2 separate regions of the Mus musculus genome follow, and region 1 is linked to region 2. Evidence: chromatin contacts called from public promoter capture Hi-C data. All regions are on one chromosome and are shown on one strand. The core of a region is the stretch at or near the end of the contact, and the rest is flanking DNA. Distances in the headings are between cores, read along the strand shown.

Evidence for each region. Promoter capture Hi-C pulls out the DNA fragments that hold promoters and counts their contacts.
Region 1: a contact with region 2 is called in a promoter capture Hi-C map of pre-B cells. The contact joins the promoter of Iah1 here to the enhancer-like site in region 2. A contact is called at or near these places in 10 of 39 promoter capture datasets (the C10 cell line, cranial neural crest, embryonic stem cells and 6 more), 2 of 115 datasets of contacts at active chromatin or transcription factors (embryonic stem cells and heart atrium) and 3 of 9 other capture datasets (adipose tissue, liver and pancreatic islet).

The regions. Positions count from the first base shown.
Region 1 is chr12:21,314,709-21,321,470 of GRCm38.p6, reverse strand. It overlaps Iah1 (isoamyl acetate-hydrolyzing esterase 1 homolog), which reads right to left and starts at 5,079. Exons shown (of 6, transcript NM_026347.3): 1 at 4,959-5,079; 2 at 4,043-4,095; 3 at 3,425-3,573; 4 at 1,540-1,701; 5 at 16-137. The coding sequence starts at 5,039. It overlaps Cpsf3 (cleavage and polyadenylation specificity factor 3), which reads right to left. Exons shown (of 18, transcript NM_018813.3): 18 at 6,415-6,762. The coding sequence ends at 6,722.
Region 2 is chr12:21,259,694-21,267,011 of GRCm38.p6, reverse strand. Asap2 (ArfGAP with SH3 domain, ankyrin repeat and PH domain 2) reads right to left here. Exons shown (of 29, transcript NM_001135192.1): 26 at 1,832-1,881; 27 at 1,479-1,549; 28 at 1,002-1,124. Among named protein-coding and RNA genes, the nearest start is that of Gm40855, 12 kb to the right of the region's middle. Within about 2 kb of position 2,786, at least 51 of the 459 cell types and tissues checked have an H3K27ac peak or open chromatin away from gene starts, as enhancers often do. A contact at or near this core is called in adipose tissue, liver and pre-B cells, where this site is marked.

The sequences.
Region 1 (6,762 bases), core at 3,830-6,329, 52 kb before region 2:
AGAAAACCTTGGTACCTGGCTGTCCTTCTGCATCAGGGTCCACAGGTCAAGGACATCAGTCCCACAGTCTCGGGCTACTTGTAAACACGCATTTGCATATTCACCAACAACTGAGTTCAGGCGGTTTAATTTGCAACCTGTTGGCGAAAACTCCAGAGGTCACTGGCAAACTTAGTGCTGGTCCTTTTGAAGGCCACATGGACTGGACAGCGTCTGATGCCACTGATGCCAGCATAGGGGCTGCAACAATGGCACAACAATGCAACAATGGCAGGAGTGCACCGTGGGGAGGAACAGCCAAGGAGCAGCCAGAGGCTCCTAAGGCACCAGGCCTGGTCAGGGTACTGAGGCTAAGCAGCTAGAGCATAGACCCCAGTGAGGTAGGTAAAGGGCAAGGAAGGGCATGGCTAGAAAGAAATGTCAAGATCATGAGAGAGAGAGACACACTGCTACTGAGACCTCCAGTGTCAACATGCAGCCAACAGCCACTGTAGTCACTAGGCACTACTACTCGGCTGTGCCTGTGAACATGCTCAGCCATTCTGAGGCTTTCCTAGTCTATGTGACAGCCATGCCTGTCCATTAATGCAGATTCCAGGACAAAATGGACAGATTCATTGCATGCCTGCCTACCTCCCAGCAGAATATCCAGTTGGTGGGGGAAGCCCGGCTGGGGGAGAATCACACATCTTCCTGAGAGGCTAGGGAAGGGATCTGGGGTATGGCAGGAGCCAGGCTGACCAGCTGTGTGAGGAAAAGAAAACTCTTCCCCAGTTTTGACAGCGGACCTGTGCTGAAAAGCCATTAGTGTGTCCCAGTCAAGCCTGTCCTCCAGTTTCAAGCAGCTTGGACAAAGTCCACAGTACACCTTTCCAGTCAAGTGTGTAAGCATGAGAGCTGTCGTGCTGAAGGGACAAAGTGGAGGGATTTTACCATCACACTTTGCCAACTGCCAAAGGAGACAAGACAGGAGGGGCTCCTGGCAGCTGAAGGGGCGGCCATCTGCAGAGCTCTATGCTGCAGGTGCCTTCCCTGTGCCAGGGGAGAATGCTGCAGATGGGGACTTGGTGTGAGCACCTGTGTGGCTGCCGGTGGGCTGTGTGTATCTTGGCATCTGGCAACTACAGACAGTGGGTTCTGGGTCATCAATGCCCTCCTGACTTACATACAACCAGGACACCCCCCCCCCATTTATGCCAAAAATAGTCTAGCAGTTCTCAACCGGTGGGCAACCCCACTCAAACAGCCCCTTTGGCAAACTTCTTCTCCAAAAATGTTCACACTGCGATTCATAAGAGTAGCAAAATTGCAGCTCTGAAGTAGCAATGAAATACTTTTATGGTTGGAGGTCAGCACAACATTGTGTGAAAGCGTTGCAGCATTAGGAAGGTTGAGAAGCACTGCTCTAGAGAAAGACTCGATTCTCACTTGACTGAAAATGGGACAGGTCCCTCCATCGAGTGGAGGCCCTCAGCGCCCACACCTCAGCTGTGATCGATGCCCACCCTCAGCTCTGACAGGCTGAGGCCTGCTCCTCACCCTTCAGGACGCACTCCTTCTCCCAGGCGGCTTCGCAGAGCGGGGGTGGCGTGATAAGGATGACCCGCTCCCTGGGGACGTCCACAGACCTCAGGTACTGCACCATGTCCCTCAGGTTTGCGCTGTACTCATCCAAGGGGACGTGCTGCTTGGGGTTCTCATCTGTTCAAGACATGCAGCTCAGTCTCATGGTTTATAGAAACAATGGCAAACATGATGAGTATACTTTTGTTTATTTTTTTCCTTTTTGAGACAGTCGCTCATAGCCCAGGCAGGTTCTAAATTCACTATATAGCCAAGACAGGGTCTTACTATAGTCCAGAGAGCTTGGAACTTGCTATGTAGACCAGGCTGGCCTAGAACTCAGAGATCTTCTTGCCCTTGCCCTGGCCTCCCAAGTGCTGGGATTAAAAGCCTACACACCCACACTTAGCCTTAGTTTTATGTCAGACTGGGAAGGGAAGTGAACTGGACAGGCAAGCACTCGACCCACTGTGTGATAGCCCTATGATATTCCTAGGCCTCTGTGTTCTCTCTCTCTCTCTCTCTCTCTCTCTCTCCCTTCCTCTTCCCCTCCCTCTCACCCCTTCCCTGTTCTCTCTGCCCAAAGATTTCTTTATTTATTATACATAGTACATTGTAGCTGTCTTCAGACACACCAGAAGAGGGAGTCAGGTCTCATCACGGATGGTTGTGAGCCACCATGTGGTTGCTGAAATTTGAACTCAGGACCTTCAGAAGAGCGGTCTGTGCTCTTACCCTTTGGGCCATCTCTCCAGCCCGGCCTTTGTGTTTTGAAGACAGGCTGGCCCAGACCATGCAGTGATTCTTCTGTCTCAGCCTCCCCAGGCTAAGACCACAAGTATGTGCCACCACACCCAGGCAGGAATATATTTTTGCAAATTTTCAGTGTCACAGAGGAACTGTTGAGTTCCGAGACACAAAGAAAAGACTCCTTCCTCTTCAACCCATTTACTTGCATGGCTCACAGCTCAGGCCTCGGAGGCTGGCTAGGAGATTTTCAGTGTCCAGGTCTTTTCTCTAGGTTCCCCATCATCCGTAAGGCTGATGTGTAGGCTATGATGTAAGACTGCCCTACCTTCACTGACACTGGCTTTAACCCTCTGAAGCTCACAGTGTGCTCACTGGGAGCTGAGGTAATGGCAGGTCTGCCTCTTAAACTAGCCGTGAAAACCAGTCAAGTGTGTAAAGTCGCTCATCAGGCTTGCTGCCAGTCAGGCTGGCACACAAGCACTAGGCTCTCCGCAGACTCCGTGCGAAACACAGAGAGTAAAAAGCAAAGTTACCCATGAACCATCCTGGCCAGTCTTTCTCCATAATCACGTGATCTCCCATCACTTGAGAGGTAGAGGCAGAAAGATCAACTAGCCTTAGCTACTTAGTGAGTTTGAGGCCAGCCTGGGCTACAGGAGATCATGTCTCAAAAAATCAAACAAACAAAAAAACTAACAAAAAAGGACCCTTCTTTGTCACTAGAGGGTACATGAGCCTAGTCCTCCCCAAAAAACCAAAAACCTAACAAAGAGGACACTCCTCTGTCACCAGGGGGCGCATGCCCCAGAAGCAAGCCTTCTGCTGCCAACTGTATCAGCTGAGGACTTAGAGGGCAGGAACAGACAATGAAAAGTACTTTCAGGTGAGTTCAAGGAGGCGGTCATATGGGAAATGAGCCCTAGAGTACCTGAGCCAAATCTGACCACATCAAAGCCCAAAGAAACCCACACAGGCGAGCGAGCCCCAGGAACACTCAGTTCCCGGGAAAGCTTTCTACTGGGAGATACAGAAGCAGTCTGGTGGGAGAGTAATATAAACATGTATTTGTTTGAGTCCAGGCAAACCAAAGGTGATCTAGGGATGTCCTTACCTTTGAGTGAAGAGTCATTGGCACCAAAGAAGATTGTAACGGCCACTGGGTTTTCCATCCCAGGCCCTTTCCTGATAAGTCTTGGGAGGATAATCTTGGCCCATCTGGTGTTATAACCTGAAAATCCACGATTCAGAACATCACACTTTCTGAAAGAAATTGGTTAAAAAGATGGGTTATGAGCTAAGAGCATAACCTAGTCCTGGGAGCTGTCCATAATTAACCCGTGTTCTGTGAACCTTATGGGAACGCTCACCCTGCCCAGACTCCTCATGTCCCTCAATGAGATATGAATTCCATACAAGGGTCTAATTCTATACATTTTAGTGGTGACTCAAGGTACATCTAAAATGGACTTTCCGATAGACGTTAACCAAACGGGTACAGAACGTTAGGAACCCACTAACAGGCTGGTTTGAAAGGTTCCAGGAAGGCAGAGCAGCCAATACAAGTGCTGCTGGTTCCCATGTGGTAGAAACTCGATTTTGTTGAACCTGAATTCCTTTCCTTTAACATGTATCCAGGAGGGGAAAGCTAGCAGATAAAAGCCTCCACCATTCACTCTGACTATGCTTCCCACCAGAAAGTAGCCAAGTACAATCTAGGAACTGTTCTTACCTGACTAGTCTGTCAGCCAGCAACGAGCCCCATCCACCCTGCTGGAAAGAAAACTGAAGAAAGAAGTCTGTTACTACCCACACAGCTATACACTATGGCATGGTGGTGGGCCAGGCCTGTTAGATGCAGACTCCGTTTAGACACTCCCAGGCTTCTTTCTTGCCTTCCTTGCTTGGGAAGGTATTTTGAGAATTACTGTGGCTTCACTTGGAAACTCTCTGGACATGAGAGGGTTTTACTGTGACCTAACATTAGAGACATTCGTTATCTGAACAGCAGAAAGCTCAACTATGTTGAGTCAGCTGACATAATGTTATCCCATTTCTCCACAGCTGAAAACTAAGGAAGCCTATGCTCTATTGATTTCCCTGACAGTCATGGCAATCCTCCAGCAGTATTGCGCCATCTCGCCCACTCACAAAAACTTAATGCCCAATATCTAAAAACAATGTTGCCAATTACTAGGGAAAGCCAAGCCCGCGTACGAGTAAATTGTGGAGAAGCGTCTTTTTTTGTTTTGTTTTGTTTTTTAATCTCCCTGAAGGAAGGCATCTTGAAGAATTTCCTCAATCGGGAACTATATGTTTTCAGATAGGGTTACTTTTTCATGCTGTTGAAAGCATTGTTTTCAAAAACCACTTGGTACTGGACCTAAGCCGCTTGAGGAAGAGAGGAGTGAACTAGTCGGTTCAAAGTTCAAAGTAGCTTCGGTGAAGAACCCGCAGGAGGTTGCAACCAAGCGAAGGCGGACCCTTTAAGCTCCCGTGCACCCCGACGCGCACCGGGCCATCCAGAGTCCGGGGGAGTCGGGCAGCTCGGGATCCGTACCGGCTCGCGGAGCACGGTGGGGTGGGGGAGAACCGCGCCTGGACTGCTCCGACACGCACGCGGATGCAGCCGAGGGTGCGGCGGGTACCTGCGTGATGGAGTCCCCGAAGAGCAACACGCGAGGCCAGAGCAGAGCGCTCCCGCTAGCAGCTCGCTCGCACAGCGACATGGTAGAAAGCCCAAAACCCCGCAGGGCTGCGCCGGATGTGGAGGAGCCTCGCGCCGTGGGCGGAGCTAGCTGCGGGCGGGGCTAGCCGTGGGCGGGGTGAGCCCCAGATCAAACCTCTTTGCACTCAGGTCTCCTGAAGCGAGTGTCCCCGGCCGGGTGAGTCCTGCCACCGGTTCACCCCAACCCCGCCTCTCCGAGACTGGGGATAGCTGTGGTGCTTGGAAATCTCGTTTTTAGCAGGAGCACTCGTCCATTTTTGGCCATGCCCAAGTGGAGGATTTCCTCTTCCAGTACTGGACTTGATGGGCACAGTAAAAGATAGAGGTGTCTAGGGACCCTCACTGTAGACCGCCTGACTTCACGGTATCACATGCCCCAGCTATTAAAAGGAAATTTCTAGTTTTATGTAATAAATTTTTGTATGTTATGGGGGCCCTAGGCTTTTGGTATAGGCCAAAAACATGGGAATTTGGCTGTTTTATAGAAATTTCATTTTAAGGAAGTCAGATTTACACTGTTAGCAAAGCACCGGAGCGTTTACACACCCAAGAGGGTAGGTAGACAAGACAGGCTACATGGGCGAAGTTCTTTGCCTTGATAGTGTGCTCTGAAGGAGAAGCACTCCCTTGAGAAGGGTGACAATCCCAGCAAGGAACTGAAGTGTTGCTATTTTACATAGATAGCAAACCTGGCCTCCAGGTTCTTTCAGCATCGCTGCTCAGCCCCTACCTGGTACCCTGCCCCCAACCCTGGACTGTCCAGCACAGGGGCTGGACTCTTCTGTAGTAGTCAATGAACTTTTTTTTTTAAGATTTGTTTATGTATATGAGTACGCTGTTCAGATGGTTGTGATTGTTGGGAATTGAATTTAGGACCTCTGCTTGCTCTGGTCCAGCCCCAAGACTTATTTATTACTATATGTAAGTACACTGTAGCCATCTTCAGACAGCAGATCTCATAACGGGTGGTTGTGAGCCACCATGTGGTTGCTGGGATTTGAACTCAGACCTTCAGAAGAGCAGTCAGTGGTCTTACCCGCTGAGCCATCTTGACAGCCCTGGGACCAGTGAACTTGATGGCCCAACAAACCTGCGTTTTTTATGTACTTGAATCTGGCTTGAACTGACTAATTTTAACATCAGAGAAACATCACTGAGCTCCACCCACTTTCTCCTTGGTCTGAATTTTATGTCCTTTAGAAAACCAGACTAATGAACTAACTCACACTACATCTGAGGCATAAAACCCCATCTCTGAATTGAACATGTAGATCCCATAACAGATGAGTCCTAAAAGTGGTGGTTTTAGAATCATAAGCCAAGGAATTGGGTAAGGGTGTGGAGAACAGGGGTTTCAAAGCTGTGGCACAACATTTGCATTCAACTCAAAACTCAGATTTGCCAGTACAGACCAGAGGAAGACAGACGGAGAGCTGAAGATTTCAGCATACACTGCGGAAAGTGCCTGGAGGCAGACTCAGTGTGGTGCTCAGGCAGAAGTGGCTCCCTTGAGGATTAGTTGGAGAATAAAGGACACATCAGTTGGTGGTCCTGCAGTAGTCAAGCCATCTGATGCAAAAGTAAACAGGCACCCCCGGAGAAACTAAGGTTATTTTATTTGAAGAACAGAAGTTAACTCTTGGCTGAGTGTAAAAAAGTCTGGGAGTCTGGGAGGCAAGGCTGTCAGTGCACCGGCGTCAGAGCCTCGTACAGTCTCTGGGCGG
Region 2 (7,318 bases), core at 1,537-4,036:
GGCAAGACCAGGTTCTCAGACAGTGCTGGATTCTCACCAGGCCCGGCCATGTGCAGGAACTTAGCATGTAGAGGAGTTGGGAGTTTGGTAGCTATGGCCCTTAATGGGCCTGTGCTGAGGGAGGCTGATCACAGAGCGGGTGGGGGGGTGGGGGTGGGGGACTTGCAGGGGGGGCAGTTACAGATCAGGTCAAACTCCCTGCAACTGTCAAGCAAAGTCCTCTCCAAGTCCTGAGGTACCTTTTGAAATACTTGTCTATGCAGCAGGGCCACGAGTGGCCACTGGGTGGCAGACCCTGCCAAGTGCTTTCTGTGTATACCCCATTCCACTGGTTAATTCCTGAACCCCACCCCGCCTTGTCTCATCACTGCTGCTTCTCATGGCGTCTTTGCCACAGTGCTGTGGACAACTTCCTCGCAGAAATGATGTCACCCAGGTCTATAGACCCCAAGCACCTGCTGCCAAGGTCCTCAGCTTGTAAGGGGTTGAGTCTGAGTTGCAAGGGCTTCTGGGAGAAGCCCAGTGTCCATGCCACTCTTATACTACCTGGATGCTGAGCAGCATAAAGCTTTTGTCGGGATCAAAAAGACATGAGGACTCCGCCCTGGAGCCCAGCTCTCTGGATGCCTTGCTCCATAAATTGGCAGTGAAAATCTAGGGCCCCAAGGCTCTTGGTTCAGGTCAAGCGTGTTATGAAAATGTAGCCTAAGTGGTCTACCCATCATTATAGTGAGGTGTTCACCTGAGGGACAGATCAGGCCCACTCAGAAGAAGGTGCCCACACAGGAGACACCAGAGATGAGGAAGGCACTGCTCATCAGACTGGTAGCAGCACCAGATCCAGATTGCTTAGGCTGAGAGCTTCCACTGTTCACAGGCCCCGTCGCCCCACCCTGACTTGTGCACAGACACACCCCATGGCCCCACCCTGACTTGTGCACAGGCCCCCATGGCCCCACCTTGACTTGCGCACAGGCCCCTGTGACCCCACCCCGACTCACCCACCACTCCTGATCCTCTTCCCCATCCACAATGATCACGTCGCCCTCAGAGAAAGTCAGCTCGTCTGGGTTGTCAGCCACGCAGTTGTAGAGTGCTTTCACTCGCTTGGGCTTTGACTTGGTCTACATCAGAAAAGGAAGTGTGAAGGCTAGGGTTGTAGGAAGCCAAGTTCTTAGCCAGAGAACAGGCCTCATGCTTTCTGCTTGCCTCATGAGCCATGTGCCTAGGCTCGGAAACCCACAGAGGTCAAGCAAGTGGGGCTGGCTGGGTGTAGCAGGAGCCTGGGCAGAGGCAGGAAATGAAACACCTGGGGTCTGGTGCTCATGGGGATGATGAGCAGAGGGCCAAGCTGGCCAGCTCCCCAGATCATGAAACAGCACCAGAAAGAAGCTCCCAGCCCTCCTCCAAGGAGCAACAGAGCCCGGCTGCCTCGGAGCCCTCTGACTAGTAGCAGGATAGCAGGCTTGTGCACTTACCGCCTGTGACTTCCTAGGCATGGGTGCTGGGGGCTGCAGGGCCATGGCGTTGGACAGAGGACCCGAAGCTTCTGTGCAGAGAGATCCACTGCGTTAGGGCCATGACAAAGCAACTTTATAGAACACCCCATCCCTATCCATCCACTTTAACTGTAAGACAATGTAAGAATCACAAGGTTATATCTGAAAGCAGGACTCTCCACAAGTTTGGTGGTTTCAAGAGAAAAGACCTGTATAAGGCAGTGAACTTCTTTATACCTGACCAGCTAGCTACCTAAAATCCATACCCCCCAACCCCAACTCCACCCCACCCCATCCCTGCAGGATCAACCTGTTCCAAGTTAAATAATTACCAGGTCCTCTCGGCTGTCCTTTGTTGGTCAGCGGGGTTGGCTTGTCAGTCCTACCAGGAAAGAAATACAGATTTATTGATCACTGAGGCCACGTGCTCTGACCTTAATCCCCTTAATGATAAAGGGACCTGCCATCAGTGCTTAAATTTGTGCTTGCTGTATCCCATCACATGTGCCTACTCCCCACTCTTGAAAAAAGGAAAGGTGTGGAGCCAAGTACTAGGTCCTGATCCTAGCCCAGGGCAGAAGCTAAGCACACATTCATCGTCTGCGTACTCTGGCCCCAGCCTGAGCCGCCATCATCATGAGAAAGGGAGGGGCTGAAGCTTAACCACAGGCCTGGGTGGCTCTGCCAGGGTCTGTGCTGGCACCACAAATCAGTGCCTCCTACACCTCTGAGCTCCGTGGTGCCTGCCCTGGGAACCAATGTTGTGGTCAAGGGGCAGAGCACAAGCCTATAGTCATGCCATGGAGACAAACAAGTGCTTCTTACAGTGGGCAGAGGGGGCTCTATCAACTGAGACCTGCCACTGGTATATATGCAGAGAGGTGGGACACTAGCTTTGTTCCTTCTCTAAAGGGAGCAGGGCCTGTGAAGGCCAAGAGAGAGGCTTTCCTCTCAGTTGCCTAGCCAGGCTGGTGGGACCTAGCAGAAAGTAAGACAAACAACTGGGCAGGCAAGCCTTGGGAGGGGCTGAGGAAGCAGGGAGGCAGCCTGGGATGGGATTCTTTCCGCAGCAAGTCACTTCCTTCACACACTTCCTCTGCAGTCCCAGTGGGTGCTGGTGTGTGCAGCCTCAGGACGAAGAGGTGAAGAACGAGACTTGGTTATAGTCTTATTTTTTTTCCCCAAGGGACTGAAAATCATACGAGCCAAGTTTCAGTTTGATTCCCACTGCCTCTGGGCGTGTATGTCCTAGCAGACACTATTAAGTGGAGTGGCCAACTTCCTATTCTGTGGTCAACTCAGATATGAAATGCTCATATGAGCTACTTAGCAGAGGGTCATAGTCAGCCTGTCTTGTCCTGAAAGGCCATGAAAAACAAATGCACCCAACACCCGGGAGGAAGAGGGGTCACAAGTTCAAGACTAACCTAGGCTAATACAAAAAAAGTAAAAAACCAAATGATGAATTTTTGAGTTAGTCTTCGTGGCAACTATTCATCTGTCTGCTACCAAGGTGGGAAGGTATCATGGATGATCTATCAGCGCACAAAGTGTGCCATGTCAACTTCACTTACAAGTGTGGTGGTTTGAGTGAGAATGGCCCCCTTACGCTCGTATATATGAATACTCGGTCCCCAGTTGGTGGAACTGTTTAGGAATGATTAGGAGGTGTGGTCTTTGGGAGAAGGTGTGTCACTGAAGATGGGCTTTGAGGCTCCAAAAGTCCATTCTATTCCCAGTTCTCCCTGTCTTGTGCCAGTGGATTAGGATATAAGCTCTCAGCTACTGCTCAGGGCCATGCCTGCCTGCCTGCTGCTATGCTCTCCACCCTGATGGTCATGGACTCTGACTATGGGACTGTGAGCCCCAATAAACTCCTTTTATAAGTTGGCTTGGTCACAGTGTCTCTTCACAGCAAGAGAAGAGAAACTAAGATGCAGGAATTTCACATGCCATGAAAGATTCTCAAATGAAAATTTCACCCACCACGTGTAAGTACAAAGCCCACTGACAGCTTGTGACTCATGGACATAAGCAGGGGTGGCAGCTTGCCTGTAGGCCCGCTCTTGCTGTCTCCTGCTCTAAAAGAACAAATATGGAATGACAGATTTATATCATGTTCAAAATAATTGGCAGCAGGTAGTGATGGCGGCGACAGCGGTAGTTCCTTTACAAAGAATATACACCCTGCCTTCCTTTACATGGAGTTCTACCAGCAGTGGCAACCTGGGTCTGTTAACCCAAATCTGTGGTAGACAAGCCACACCCTAACATCATCTGCTGTGTCACTGCACGCCTCCCCTTTCAGTTGGATTAAAACCAGTGACATGGCACTGGACAGAAAACTCATCCACAGCTCTGGCATGGCTTTTGTGATCCCTGGGGAAGTGGACAGGAGGAGGACGCTGGGAGCTGGGGCTTGCTGGCTAGTACCACTGTCTTCATCTGCCTAGAGAGTGCCAGGAGTCCTCTGCTCCTTGTCCAGAAATTTAAGAGATGACCTGGCACCTTGAAAAGCAGTATCTAGGAGCCAGAGAATCCAAGAACATTACAAGAGGAAGAGGAAGGAAACACGGTCAAGGAGGCCCAGTCCATGGCTGTCCAGCATAGGGGCTTGGGACGTACTTGTGACAGTGTAACTCAGCAGCCGACCTTAATCAAATCACCATTTACAAATAGTACGGTGTGGATGTGTACTTTGAGCTCTTGAAGGATGTCTTGACAAAGCAGTACAAGCGACATTCTGATTTCAAAATGCCAGACTGTGGCCTGGAGCTGTCAATCAGTGAGGAATGAGTGCACTCATAGAAGGTGAGAGGCTCTGGGTTCTATCCTCAGTATCATTATGGAAGTAGGATATAGGGAGAGAGAGAGAGAGAGAAAGAGGTGAGGGAGAAGGGAGGAGGAAGAAGGAGGAAGGAAAGAGGAATAGTGTATTGAAAATACACTTCCCAAGCAAAACAATTAGAAATGAAAATTCAAACCAAATGCACAAAGAACTGGAAAGGAGAGAACTTTGGAAGCTGGAAACGTCAGGAAGAATTATAACTAACCTAGTTGACTAAGCAGGAGACTCGTACACAAGTGTAACAAAAGCCCTGAACAGTCCTGAGTATATGGTAGTATCCCTGTCAGGCTAAGGGCCTCTGGAAGTGGGAGATAGGGCAGGCCATGCCATGAGCAAGAGGATTCACCAAGAATAAACCACAACAAGACCCCCAAAGCTAAGTCAGGAGCTGGACTCCCAGGTATCCCTCCCCAGCACACTGAAGACAGCTTCCATTCCAGGGAAGGCATAGGGCAGGACATCTCACCCTGGGACACCAAGGGCAGCTGGCAGAAACATCTCAAAAGCTGGAGGATCAACTATAAGATGAATTTTAATGTGACTCCCAGAATTCATACACCTTTTAGGCAGACACCATGAACCTAAGTTGTCCAAGGACGGGGGAATCGCTCAGACTCAAGAGTTCCACAGACAAACAGCCCCACTGTCTCAGGGAAACCTAGTGTTGGATCTGGATACAAAATGTTCCCCCAAAAGATTCTCATGCTTCAATGTCAGCTGCCAGGTGATGTACTTTTGGGACGTGAGTTCGTCCATTGATGGAGTCAAAATCTGGTAGCATTATTAAAGGGGAACAGCAAGCAGGAGACAGGGTCACCAGGGTCATGCCTTTCAAGGACCTAGCACATCTCTGGCTCACTCTCTACTCTGCTTCCTGCTGCTGTAAGGTAAACAGTTTTGCCCACACTGCCATGATGTTCTTGTCTTTCCACAGGCCGATTGTAATGGAGCCAAATGGCCTGTGGCAAGAACTGTGAACCAATACACACGTCTCTTTTTTCAGACTGTTTCTCTTGGCTATTTGTTACAGTGAGGAAAGAGCCAAGTGCAGTCTGCTAGTCAGTGATAACTGTCTAACCGGAGGCATGAAGAGAGGGCACAGGGGCACTTACAGGGAACACTACAACTACACAGAGGCACAAACCCAAGAAGCCAGCAAAGAAAAAGCCCTCTTCTCTCCCAAATTATTCAGTCCTTATGAAATGAGAGATAAAGTTCCCACAGAACAAAACTCCGATGGTATAAAAAGAGTTTGATTTACTATGAGAATCAACATTTTAAAAAAGGGTAAGTGGAGAAAACTTCTCTGCAAGCGTCCCCCCCCCCCCCCCAGACAAGGTTTCTCTGTATAGCCCTGGCTATCCTGGAACTCACTTTGTAGACCAGGCTGGCCTCACAGATCTGCCTGCCTCTGCCTCCTGAGTGCTGGGATTAAAGACGTGCGCCACCATGCCTGGCTGCAAGCGTATTTTTAAAACGGGCACAGAAATGACAGAGGAATTGAAGAAGATGGTGACAGAATGCCAGTTAATAAGAAAACCCCACTTCCCAGATACAGTGTAGAGCCCAGCTGGGGACTGTGCTTCCAACCCTACCTCTAGATGGCAGTGCCACCAGGCTGGCTTTGGTGAGCCATATGAGAAGCTAGCTGTCACCATCACCATCTTCAAAACTGACTCTGGGCCAGAGGCTAAGGAGGGAAGACTCAGAAAGACACAGGGCCTTGGGGCTGGGGTTCAATTGGGAACATATACCTGGATTTGTCCTCTGGGATAAGGCAGGGCTGTCAGAACAGTTGTGTTATTTGATAAAAACCAGATGGCACATTTAAGGGAAAGACCAACTCTGTCTGACAGATGAGACACAGGAATTATATTGAAAGTAGCAGGGCGTGGGGCTTCATGCATTTGAACAGAGAGGTTTGTCAGAGCCCAGCAGGGCAAAGGTCAGGCTGGGGGCAGGACTGAGTGGTCTAGTGACCAGACTAAAGATCCAACCTGGATGAGACAAGGGGTCAGTGACATAGCAGGGACACCTGGCCTGGATGGGGGCTAGAGGCTGCATGGCTAAGCATGGGTACCGGAACTAGACTTGGTCCAAGCAGGGAAAGAAGGCTTCAGCCTCTAGGACAGGCAGAGGCAGAACCAGGAGGGCAATCACAGGAAGGGGCAACTGTATTACTGAGCATAGGAGCAGGGTTCTCACCTCTGAGCAAGGGTGTAGCAAGTTGGGGGAAACAGCATTCAAATGATTACTCTGGCTGTCCTGTGTCCCACTGGAACCTTCTCTATCTGCGCTCGGGCCTAGTGTCCAGCATTGCTCATGCAGTAACACTGGCTAGTTCCCAGGGCCTGGCTTGCTTTGAGGGACTTGTCTTAGGTCCAGGCCTCATGTCTTGAGGAAGTCACACCACCTGAAGAGATCATATATATGTGTGTGGATGCTGCGGTCAGCAGCCCAGATGAGGGCTACCAAATCTACAGAGTGTGGAGACCTCCGTGACGCCAGCCTCTACTACACCACTTCCACCCTGGGGGACTCGGCTATGGCAAAGGCAAGCCGCTCCATTGTGCCACCGGCCGTCCTGGTAAGAGGACTTTGTAAAGCATGTGCACAGCTAAACGGGTCTCAAAACCTCAGGTGCTGGCGCTATCTGTCCCTGTGTGAGTGAAACTGGAGCCACTGACATGAACTCCGGGGTCCAACAGAGAAATCTATAGAATACATAAAGAGATAAAGGCACATTTGTGTACATATACATACATTCTGTAGCTCTGACTACATCACCTCCCACCCAGACCTCGACTCAGAAGTGTAGCCACAAAAGCAAAGATTCTTGTGATGGTTTGTATAAGCTCAGGCCAGGGAGTGGCACTTTTAGGAGGTATAGCCTTGTTGGAGTAGGTGTGTCACTGTAGTTGTGGGCTTTAAGACCCTCATCCTAGCTGCCTTGAAGTCAGTCTTCCACTAG